Linked DNA regions of Lactuca sativa: region 1 is linked to region 2. A link is a contact called in public Hi-C data. All regions are on one chromosome and are shown on one strand. Each heading gives the region's core, a stretch centred on a gene start, on an enhancer-like site or on the middle of the called end of the contact. The rest is flanking DNA. Distances are from core to core; before and after follow the strand shown. Region 1 holds the start of LOC111918539. Region 2 holds the start of LOC111918537.

Region 1 (6,586 bases), core at 2,687-5,186, 250 kb after region 2:
TTCATCATGTAAATATGTTACACGTAGATAGATGTCTCAAATTTCATCATGTAAATATATATATTATATAATCCAGTAAAACTCTACACTCATCTAGTCAAACAAACATTCAGTCACCTCCCTCGCAAAGCCGCAAACCTAGCCGCCAAATCATCATAATCCGGCAACTTAGGATGCACATGTGGCGCCTGATTATCCGGCTGAAACGAATTAGCACGTGCGTACACTTTCTTCTTCTTATTATTATTCGCATCCGATTCATGAGGAAGCGAAATCGATCTCATGGGAGGAACACTAACGTTCGTTTCCACCTCCACCTCATCATCATTATCATTATCATTATCATTCACAGGAGGAGATTTGGTTGATTTTTTCCTCCTTACTTTCCCATGATCATAAGCCGATGGTTTTTTACTATAATGTAACAATAACTTATCCATCATTTTTTCCTCTTCGTCTTTAGCTTTAGCTTTATGGTGATAATGCTCATCATCAAATAATATCTGTAACCCTTTTCTTTCTTTTCTTCTGCTACTAGAAACTCTCTTCACGATTCTAGAATCTTCCGAGCTTCCTACATCGTCATGACTAGATGATGATTTCGAGTGTTTTCTTCTCACTGATCTTGGTTTGGGTAAAGGCATGTCGTTTTGGTTTTGCTCTTTGTTCCTCCTCTCGGAGATGGGTGGCGGCAGGAGGTCGGATGGAGGTTGTTGGTGGTGGTTGGGTTTGGTGTATGGTGGTGGGATGTTTGACTTGATAATGTATGGTGGTGGAAGAGGAGGAGTATTGTTGTAGCATGGTTTTAACAACCTAACTGGTTCTTCCTCCTTCTCTTGCACTTTCCTTGTAGTTGACTTTTCAACATATTCTTCTTCTTGTTCTTCCCTGTTGACTTGTGGCATTCTGGTGTGTCTTTCTGGCCTTTTGTCGAGATAAGAAGTGGCTGAAATATGGTTGTTTCCGATTCCGTTGTTCCCGGAATCAGATTCCGGCCTTGGTTTGGACAAATAGACTTGGTGTTTGAGATTGAGATTGAGATTGTGAAGTTTTTCTTGTCTTCCCAATGTGGGCCCCACATAAGAATGCTCAATTCTTTCTTTAGAACGCTCATCAGTTTTCACATTTCCATTTGGTACCTTGTACTTATCATCAGTGACATTTGAAGCTCTAAATTTCATTGCTTGGTCCTGTGGTTTGTTTAGAAGAAAAAGTCAAAAATCAAAATAAAATGTTTCACTTTGGTCCTTCAAGTTTAATAAAATGTTTGTTTTAATAGCACAACAATTAATTTGAATTATTTATATACGAATTACTCATTTGGTTATAGTTATCTAATAATATAATTTGTAGGGTTAGTACTTAATATCATAAAAGATCTTATATATTGCGTTTTCTTCCAAATTAAACCTCAACTTTATTTTTTTTCCTGAAAAAGACCTTGCATTTTTTTCGATTAGGCCCTTTTAGCAGTTTTTTTTTCCGAAAAACTTGTCAAATGTGAGGGGCTTTTCGGAAAAAAAAAAGTAAAAAGTTGACTGTTTTTCGGAAATGGTTAAAAGGTTGAGAGTTTTTTCGGAAAAAAAAAAATGAGGGTTTTCTCAGAAAAAATGCAAGTTCTTTTTTTGGAAAAAAAAAAAAAAAAAAAAAAAAAAAACTTAATATATAGCATCTTTTATGATATAAACCTAATTTCTAAAGTTATTGTAACAAAAAGATTTAAGACATTTGTAAAAAAAAAAAAAAAAAAAACTAACAAATAGAATTGGATGAAGCAGCAAAGTCAAGTGAGGACCAAATCCAATAAAATCACCAAAGCACAGGGACTAAAAACATAAATTAATTACTCCAAATTAGTTATCAGTAGCCTTACCTGAGCATGTTTTTCTTCTGTTCTCACAAACACCTCTTTCCTCCTAACATTTACACTCCCATCATTATGGGGAATCTGCTCTATTCTTTCTTTAGATCGATGATCATTTTTCCGAAAATCATTATTTTCATCAGTGGTAATCGAAGCTACAGATTTCCTTACTTGATCCTGCAGTTTGTTTAATATGTGGAAATGACGTAAATGCCCTCCACATCCTTATTATCATCATAAATGACAAAAAGCAAAGTACCTGAGCAAGTGTGGAGGGTGAATCCATCCTTTGTTTAAATCCTTTGGAATCCCACTGAATAGAAAACTCTGCTGCTATATCTTGCAATAACTTTATTCTCTTCTCCACCACAGGAGGTTTAGAGGCTAACTTCTCAACAAACTACCAAAATTTAAAAAAAAATAAAAATGTTTAGATGCATATAACAAGTATGAAATATGAATGAATGAATGATATTAGTTCTTTCATATATAGACCTACCATTTGATTAACATAACATTCTAAACCATTTCCATATCTCTCCTGAAATACATCCCTGAGGTCACGCAATTCAGGAAGATCAGAAAATCTTGCAGCAGCAAACATCAGTGATGCAACAGTCTCTCTGCACTCTTCTGGACATTGCCTGAATGAATCAAACATAGGAATGTTAAGTGGGAATGGAATCTCAAATTCCAATTCCATTGTATAATGTATGGATAAAGGTAGGAAAAGAGTATGGTGATTGTTGTTTTAATTAATCTTTCTTCATACCCTAGTTTCTGCATGACTGATAGCTGCTTCAGAATATATTCACATGACTGGTCAATAAAATTATAACAAGATAGCAGATTCAATCCAGCAATGAAGTCTTCAGTCTGTAAAAAACCTCACATGAAACAGAACTTCAGTTAGAGTTTATTATAAGAATGAAATCACAAACAAACATATCATGATATGCATGAACAAAAGCAAAAAGGAAAAGAAAGCATATGGTTTTACAATATTGCAAATATTTTGATTATTATAATATGTGATAAAGCTTTGTCTCCCTCTCTGAAGCAAATAAAAGGGAGATTTATATCATTACAAAAAAGCTATCCATTCCCTCCCTTTTTCTCCTAAAATTGAAAGGGGAAAACACTTTTTTAGGTGTAACAATACTAAAGTAGTTAGCCTATCATTCGGTCCCATAAAACCAATTTCAAGAACAAAGTGTAAGAGTTTATGTATGCATCATGTTGTAGCATTTTTCTCAATATGATAATAAAAAAGTTAATAAATAAACAGATTACTTTATAATTATATTAGCTACAACTTGAAAACAGAAAGCTGTTCTGTATAATGTGAACTACAATCCTTAATTTCTCAATTTGTCATCTGGAAATTATAATATTCAAGCTCAATTTCATTTACACACACAGACTCAATCTAAACGTAGACACCACACACAAATTAAGATAAAGAACATGAAGCTTTAAAAACATCTGCATGCATTGGATAAATTAAATCAAAATTCGAAATCAATACCCTTCCATATGCATTAACATCAAGGCCATTTGCAAGTAATTTCGCAAGATCTTCCTTCAAAAATCTCTGTTTCGCCTCCGCCCTCCTCCGCAACGCCTCTATCCGTGTCCTCGTCGGCTTAATCAGTGATTTACTTCAAAACACACAAACATCATCATCTCAACATCGCCGATTTCGTAACTAATCTACTACATCCGTCTATCTTATATTCATATGTGATTTAAATCAAATACGGCGATTCAGTTTCAGAAACACAGCACAAAAATAAAGAGTTTATATGCAGGAATCTAACCATTTGGAGCTGAAACCACTGCGCCCAAGCAATCCATCTAACATTGTTGCAGATCCGAGAGACAACAGGACTGATTCTTCTGAACTGAGATTGATTTTTCCGTCGTTTTCTGTGATTTATTTAATTTAATTCCTCAAGCATCGGTGAAATTTTCGGATCTACAAATTTTCACACACACATACACATTGTAGGTGTGTGAGGTTTTTGGTGTAAGTAAACAAATAAGGAAGCGGAAGCTTTGATTACTGTCGTCAATGGCTGCATTATATACCACTAGTGATGTTGCTTTTAATCTTTCATGCTTATTAAGCGTATATTTCTCCTTGGCCCCTTAAGTTTTCTAAAGTTTCTTATGAGATCCTTGAGCTTTTATCCATATCTTTCTACTCCTTGTACGTATCCATTCCTTAGTTGTCTATGCTTCTTCTTTTTCCCTTTTCCTTTATTGTAACTTGTAAGCCCACGACACTGCAAAAAAGATATCATGATTTTCTTTAAAGAAATTGTTTTACAGCTAAAATTAGACATTATGCCTTTTACTTTGGTTAATTCTTTAATTCTCATGTCAATTGGCCAATGTTTATGTCTTATGTCCATATAACATTGTCAATTTTACTTTGGTTAATTCTTTAATTCTCATGTCAATTGGCTAATGTTTATGTATTATGTCCATATAACATTGCCAATGTGAGTTTCTAATTTTATTCTCATATTCATTGTTGATTGGTTGATTATTTTGTTTGTTATGATGTTGATTATTAACATATATGTTTGTGATTATAGTCTTACCAAATAGTTCATTTTTGCACCAAACTCACATAGTGACTTAAAAAGATAGAAAATGATGATTAAAAAAAAAATTTGGTCATGAGAACACAAACTAGAACGTAAATGATCCATCAACATCTAGGAAAGAAAATAAAATATCATAACATCACAAACGTACTTGTCACGCCACATGTTATCATGGTTGTCAAATTTAATCCTTATTGTTGATACTTGTTATCGATTATTGTGTATCTTGAAAACACATAGTCATCAAACTAAATAATGAAAAGCTAGAAATTGGCTATTTTCCATACAAATTGTTGTGTCCATTCCTAATATTGTTGTGGGTATTTTTGTTTTTGGTTTAGCCATATGTCGTCATTTTCAAGTCTTAAATGAATCGATTGATGTTATAATATGTTCAATTTTGTTATAGATGTATTGACTTTTTTATATAGCTCCTTGTTGATATTTGTTTTTAATAAAATTGGATTCATTCCAAAACAAATAATAGATTAATGTTTTTGTAATATGATTATATGAATATTGCGAATACATGAATTAACTTATTACCAAAAATAATATTTTAAGTTAATATTCATAACCTGATAGGAGAAGGGCTACTGAACACCAACAAAGAAAGACAAATACTACCAAGTTGTTGAATATAATCATCTATAACTTTTTCGAAGGTTCTCTTATGTAAAAAGAAAAAGTGGGAGGGCTTGAAAGTACATAACAACATAAAGCAAGGGGTTTAAATACACTTTTGTCACATGGGCCCTCCTTACGCAATGGCGTCAAACTCTTTTCCACTAGACCACAACGCTTTCATCTCGGTTGACGAAAATAACCTTTTTCGTCGTGTTGTATGATTAGATCGTGACCGTTGGATGTTTAATGAGAAGATGGGATTAGTAGATTGGGGAGATGAACGGCGGTGATTATGCGTGATTGAGCTTCACCGAATCAGCGGATCCCACGCACCAAACGAATAGGGTCACATAAAATATTTAAAAACCCAACCGTTTGGACGTGAAAAAGCCGTTGTGTCAGTGCGTGACTTTTTTATATTTCCATTTTTACCCCTCGCTAAAGATATAATCCCGTAAATTAAATATAATAACTTTTATTTGGAATGTTTTGAAACTATTGATTTATTCTAAAATTGTAGTTAATAACTTAATAAATTAAGACAGTTCATGTTTTAAATAAAAATGTATTAATGCTGTGGAATGAAAGGTTGCTTTCTGGATTTGATCATTGTTGAGTGTCAAAATCAATTGCTTCTCTGTCGACAACAACCTCGTTTCTTAAATAAATAATTGTTTTTTTTAATGAGATTTAAATAGTGTTTTAGTAATTATGGTATAATCAATAATGTTTATAATAATCTTGTATGTGGTTTTTAATTTTTTTTTTTTATCAAGGGTTGTTATAGGTACAAAGAGGATAATTTCCTGATTTTGTTCATTTTTTATTACTGCGAGATATTTGTAATTTCTATCCAAAAATTTCCATATTTGTATATATTTGATATTTGGTCATTAAACTAAATCTTAATGAAATTACAGTTTCTTGTTTCTTTTTGGAATGCAATCAGGATAATAATGTCTTTTTTTTTCTAGTGAGATTCATATCCAGATTTATTCTCCTTTGTGCGTTATTAATCATAATAAATATTCAAGTCATTGATTATGTTTACGTATTTGATATAAAAAGATTAACCAATACGCCATAAAGATGGCTACAACTCCCCACCAACAAAACTAAAATACTAACAATAGCAAAAGCATTTTCAATGAACACGAAAAAATAATAATAATAATAATAATAATAATAATAATAATAATAATAATAATAACTCTTGTTTGTAAAATGCTTCAACATTTCGTACAAATCATTAGCTGTTTGCATAATTATTATTTTCTTGCGTGCTCTATTATTTGTGTAACCGCTTTTTGTGATTGCATGTTTTATTAAAAAAAAAAATCAAAATAAATAGTTTATTTATTACTAGTCAACAATGTAACGAACAACCCTTTTTTTTAATCAAATATAATTCTTCTAGAATAACATGGGTTAGATTAGTTGGATTCAGTTCACTTACCTTTTCTCGATTTGTTTTAATGGA
Region 2 (6,678 bases), core at 4,092-6,591:
GAAAAACTCATAAAATGACATGTAGAAAAAAAATTAATTCAAAATAACTACAAAATGATATTTGACAAATTGAATGAGAATGCGACATATAACAAAAAAAAAAACTTTCATTATTAAAGTAGATTTCTAACGCTGATTAATTAAATATTGATTGTTTAATAACATAATAGTCATACCATACAAATCAAAATAAATATAAAGTGATGAGGTATTCATTAAACGACCACATATTAAAACATAACGATGACATCTTTAATCATCTATGGCATACTAATAATCAATTTTACTAAGAGGGTGTTTGGCAAAGTTTATTTAAAATAATTTTTAACTTTTTAACTTATAGCTGTGTCAAAACGGAGTTTTTAAAAAAATGTTTGGTTAAACTTATCTGGTGTCAAAACGTTATAAGCTAATAAGTCATTTTAAGTGTTTGGCAAAAAAAAACTGCTTATATGTGTAAAATTACCAAAAAGGACTTCCTTTTATATTATGACTTATTTTTCTTATTATAACTAATATAACCAAGATTAACATTGTTGGTGTCCATAAAATTAATTGCATTGAAGGTAAGCATCTAAACGACTATTGAAATTGAAGGGGTTCAAATGGTAAACGACTATTGAAATTGAAGCTTATTGATGGACATTCAGAAATTACTGCTATAGAGTTCACTCGATTCTTGATAATGTTGTTCGTGGATCCAAGGTACATACAAATAAGCCTTTGTTGATATTTTTTAGCTAATGCATTGAGTTATATTTCTCTAAAATCATGGGTGGCATTTAGTGATTATGTCACATGCATTGGTCTACTTAGTTGCTACTGGTTTTAGGTTAGGGCATCCACAATAATTTGAACTCTATAGAGTTCAATGGAGTGTCACATCATCATTCACTATTCCATACAACTCTATTTATTTTTATCCCACAATGCATTAAACTCTACAAGTTCAGTGGAACATATTAAAAAAAATAATTATTTAAAGATTTAAAGACTTTCCTTTTTCCTATTGAAGAGTTCAATGGCCATTGAACTCCAAATCCATTGAATGTTAAGGTGACATTTCACAATGGTGGAGTTGTATCCATTGAATGACAAGTAGGCATGTCACCTCATTCAACTCTTCCATTAAACTCTCCATTGTGAATGCTTTTACCAGTTCTGGAATTATTGAAACAAAGAGGAAAGATAGATTGGGTACTATGGTCATTGCAGCTTAATTAATTAATGAATTGAGATTCATGGATTGAATCACAAAAATTAGTAATCTCAAGAATGAGTAACCGAAACATTTTATGTTGAAAAAGTTGATGAATGTTAGAATATTTATTATTGAATTTGGGACAAACAACATAAACAAATAGATTATTGTAAAGAAATGAGTAGAAACAAATTGGCTAATGAATTAAATTGACGAATTTAAAATTGTTGTACTCAACATTATTTCTAGCCTTGTATTCGAGATGATGGTAAAATATCCTGCCCTGATGCATAGGCTGTAAATTAGGCTGATAATTAGCTTGTATATATTGAGGATTATTCTCAAAGAGAAAATACCCAAAAACCAGTCTCTAAATTGTGAAAATGTTCACTGAAATTTCCTTTTGAAGTGGTTTGCAACTTGAATATGTATTCAAGCATCAAGTGGAAGCAATGAGTCCAATAGATGATGTGTGGATACTTTTCTTCCACAAGTTGGCATGTCAATGATTAATAAGTGTTAGGGGATTATATTAATCCTAAAATATAGAAATGATACATAAGGTTGAACGAAGGCTCTTTCCTTCTGACTTAATGTTGATACACTTAATGTGAAAGAAAAAAAAAACATCCCAGAGTCTTCTTTCTAGTTTTTTGTGTCTTGATGAAAAAATGTGGTGTTATTTGTAGCTTTATGAATGTTGGTTTGTTTAATTGCATATAAGTTAAAGGAAACATCTGGACCCACTGTTATTGAAAAGGGGATGAGAATGTGAAGTCTGGTTCTCTTTCAGACAAAACCAACCTTCTACTGAAGCAAGACCAAAAGAAGGTATTCTATGCTTTTGTTTCCTATAAAGACATTGTAATTTAAAAAATCTACCCTATTATAGCCTTGTATTTTCAAATTTGTTCTTATGAGGAGGACACTATACTTATTCAATTTTAACAGTGAAAAATATGTTATGTAATTGGATGAAAGTACATTGCTATTTTTTTAATGATAAAATTATACCAAAGATCATAAATCTGCATCCCATTACATAGTTAGATCATGAAAGCACATTGCTATTTTTTCATGAGACTTCATTATATTGACTGTTGGCTATAAGTATTGTAATATGCAAAATTACGTTATTTATTAAACATGTAATTCATCTTATTTGGAAGGTAAATCAATAAAAATAAATATCTTATTTACTTATATTAATCAACAAATATTAAAATTTCATTTCCTACTCACTGAAAAGTACAAGTGAGAGAGGTAATCGATATTTATTCCAGATCATGATAAATATGTTGTTTTTATATAAAACCCCAAAACCAATCAACAAATATGATGATAATAAAAGTAAAAATGGGAAGAATCTGAGATTTAAGATGTTCAAAATTGATATGCATAAAATGTATCACCAAATGAGAACTTACAATTACAATCCCATCCATGGCATTCATCTTTTTATTTCTTCAATGTGTTAATTAGTTAGACCTATATATATATATATATATATATATATATATATATATATATATATATATATATATATATATATATATATATATATAAGTTTTAATAGAAATCAAACACTACATGGTTGATATAAGAAATAGCAATGGACTTTCTTTATTTATGTATCACAACAATATCATATTTTCATTTTTGTCCTTGTGTTAATAAATACTAATTGTTTTGTTATTAAGGCATTGTACTTGAAAAAGCTATTCGATAATAGCAATAACAAAAGAATCTTATTAGGACATTTGTATTTGGATGACATTGCTAATAAATAATAGCCTATAGTTGGGTAGGTTATTGAAACAAAGTAGAATGGTATAATAAACAAATCATTGAAAGTATGCTGCTATTTAGTGTATTTTACCCTTGAAAAAAACCAACAAAGTAAAAATGTTTTGTTCAGAAGAAACAAAATCTACAGAACCTTCCATGCTAGGTATAGTCTGTGGAAAGACGATGCATAATCAAAATATCACTATGGTCCTGTTAATCGAGATAAATTAAAAGCAATAAAAATCTTATTCTTTATATTTATATATAATGAGAAATGACAACCAAACCATAGAGATCCAAACAATACTGATCTACAAGCATGGGACCAAATGGATTGGAATTCAGTAATACATTTATACAAAAAAATTAAAATTATTCTTTTGTTCATTTTAAATATATATATAAATAAATCTTGTACTTATATTTATCTATCAAACATGAAATTCAAAGTATTCAAAACTCATAATCCAATTCCATCAAACCTACCAAAATCAACACCCTCAAAACAAGCATATCACATTATTAAATCTTCTTGCTCTTGCATACATCCCAAAAGGGTCCAAAAAAAATATAAAAAAAATCCAAATTTCACCCTTTTAGAAATGGTTCCCAAGCATACATCAACAATAAATATGCCCCTAAACCCTACAACAACAAAAAAAAAAATGTCGCCTCAAATTTATCATATTCTTCACTACTCCATAACAACTTTAGCACCAACACCTTTCATTTTCTCAATTATTTGCTCACATTCTTCTTTACTCACCCCTTTCTTAAACACAACCGGTGCCTTTTCAACCAAATCTTTGGCTTCCTTAAGCCCTAAATCAGTACAACTCCTAACTTCCTTAATAATCTTAATCTTCGAAGCCGCCTCAAACGACTCCAACTTCAATTCAAAAACCGACTTTTCCGGCTTCACCTCCTCCTTAGCAGCCGCCGCCTGACCACCACCAGCGGCTAAACCGGCGGCACCCGGCTTCATCACCGCCACCACCGGCGGCTCTTTCATGCCCATTTTTTTCATCATAATTGAAGAGAGTTGAGCCACTTCGAGTAATGTGAGCGATGACATTTCATCCACGAGTCTCCAAACACGGTCTGTTGGTGGGCTCCGGTGTTCGGTTGGATCGAATGTTGCCGGGTCGTAATCGGTTGGGAGACGTTTTTGGTCCATTTCTATTTCTTCTTCTTCTTCTTCTTGTGTTTGTTTTGCGGGTTGACTGAATTTTCTGGTCAACCATGTGGAATTGAGGGAAATTATTGGACCACGTGTGTGAAATTGAAATCCATGGGGTAAATGGTGCCTAAGCTTTAGAAATAAACTCATTTCCGATTTTATGAATAATCCTTCAGTTAGTTTTTTAGCTGGATTAAAAATAGCCCATTCGCGATATCTGCAAAAAAAATAGTAGAAGTCAAAGTTGGGTAGTCTATTTAAAGAAAATAAGATAAGGTTATAAAATAACAATGTACTTATTTTATTTGTCTACTGTTCTTTTTTTCTACTTCAAAAAGTGTCACACTTAGAAATGCCCAGTCACCAAGGGTAACAGGGATGTGAAGAAACCGAAAAATGGCATTTTTAACATATCATTAGCAAAATTTGTCCAAAAATGAAAAAAATATATTACATATGTTTGGGTAAAACCATAAAAAGTTAGTAAACTGAACTGCAAAAAAAAACGTATAATAAGTTGACATTAGATCTTATTTTAACATATATATAGAGTAGGTTGTTATTTTATGAAAGCCTTGTAGCTAAGGATATACATAAATTGTAGTATTATACTAGAACAAGATTGTGCAATCTAAATGATATTAGTCATGTAAGAAGAAAGATGTAAAACATATATAAATTTGAAGTTTGAAGCCAATGTCAGTTAATCGATTAACTTAATTATAATTCAATTTTCCATGTTATTCGATAAAATAAGTCCAAAATAGCTACATAATCAAAGGTATGTTGGACTCGCGCATATTAGGAAAGTGTGTGTTTTGTATAGTATATAATGAGATAGGATCCTGTACTCAATTTATCTAAGTTCGTGTAAACAGAAAAATAAGTTCCTGAAATCGATTCCTATTCCAGAATCTGTTTGGAGATATCAAGCAGTAAAACTACTCAGTAATTCTCGTGAGGTATACAACTTAGCGACTGCAAATAATCTCTTAGAAGATCGTTACCTATTCTGAGATCGTGATAGCAGCAAGAGAAATCGGCGATTAAAACTCTCCTGTTCAGAATCGTCGACAGTTTAAACTTGGCTCGTGAATGATCTTGAGCTCGTAAGCTGTTTTGGAAGATCGCCAAACACACGAAGTGAACTTGCTGCGAGAGGAAGAGATCGTGTTTTGCCCTAAAGAAATAAAAGAAAAAAAAAACGTTTTTTTTTTCTTCTTTTTGGGCCCTTGTTCAAATCAGAAACCCTTTATTCACTAATTGGCCCAAATCTCATTAAATTAGTTTTCTAATTTGTGTGCAGAAAAAAAAAAAAAAACATGTTCTATTGAATCATATATATATATATATATATATATATATATATATATATATATATATATATATATATATATATATGGTAAAGTGAATATACCTAACAACCTTATATAAGCTTAGGTATCTAACCACATTATACTACATTGTTTTGCATTATATTTTCATTGCAATCATCTAAGATTCTTAAAGTTGAACCATTAACTTAATTTACTTCTAAGATTTTCAGACATTCACCATTATATTCCTCCTACATCATTTGATTTGTAACGGTAGTATATGAAGCCCACCAAGGAGTCTCCCATAGAAAGACGTCATTTGAAGGAAGATAATGGTAAAAGTCTAAATATTTTGGAAGCAATCAAGTTACAAAGTTGAATTTTAAGAAGTTTGAGTGATTACAATGCAAATATGATACAAAATTACGTAGTATGATATGGTTAGGTAACTAAGCTTATATAAGGTTGTTAGGTATATTCACTTTACCTATATATATATATATATATATATATATATATATATATATATATATATATATATATATATATATATATATATATATATATATATATATATACTAGTAGCGTACCCGCGCGATGCGGCGTTGGAGATTAGTTCATTTCAACGATTGGTTTCCTTTTGGTGTCATTAGATGATTTCCTTCTGGTTGCGGCATATGTGACAGATTCATTTTGGTGAATAGTTTCCTAGAGGCGATCGGTTTTCTCTCGGCTTGTGGTTTTTATTTCTTTGCAGTGAAACATTTCATATTTCAAAGAAAACACATTGTAGTCTGTAAAAACTAAAATATGTTCATGTCTTGGTTTAAAAATATAAGTATATTGTTGTTTTAGATTAAAAAGTAAAAATATCCACGATTTTGGTTAAAAAATATAAATTTGTTATTATTTTTGGTGAAAAATAAAAGTAAGTTGTTTTTTGGGTTAAAAATAATTATATTATTGTTTTGTGTTAGAAGGAAAAATATGTTATTTTAAGCTAAAAAATACGAAAATTAAAGATTTAGAAATAACATCGTAACCATACACAACCCATATAAAGCAGAATCGATTACTTTCATTAAGAGTTTCCAACTAATAGTTTAATTTATTATGGAATAAATATGTATAATCAAAAAAATAAAAATAAAAAGGTTTATAATTTTAAAATCTTGACCGGTTTATTCTGTTAA

What was found. Hi-C and Micro-C count contacts between places; a contact is called where the count stands out from the background.
Region 1: a contact with region 2 is called in a Hi-C map of leaf, with 6 times the contacts expected there. The contact joins the promoter of LOC111918539 here to the promoter of LOC111918537 in region 2. A contact is called at or near these places in 3 of 4 Hi-C or Micro-C datasets (leaf and seed).

Annotation. Positions count from the first base shown.
Region 1 is chr8:146,517,485-146,524,070 of Lsat_Salinas_v11, forward strand. It overlaps LOC111918539, which reads right to left and starts at 3,937. Exons shown (of 7, transcript XM_023914191.3): 1 at 3,685-3,937; 2 at 3,393-3,525; 3 at 2,637-2,740; 4 at 2,364-2,508; 5 at 2,124-2,264; 6 at 1,874-2,041; 7 at 1-1,190. The coding sequence starts at 3,728. The coding sequence ends at 114.
Region 2 is chr8:146,266,379-146,273,056 of Lsat_Salinas_v11, forward strand. LOC111918537 reads right to left here and starts at 5,342. Exons shown (of 2, transcript XM_023914190.3): 1 at 5,177-5,342; 2 at 3,490-4,386. The coding sequence starts at 4,319. The coding sequence ends at 3,684.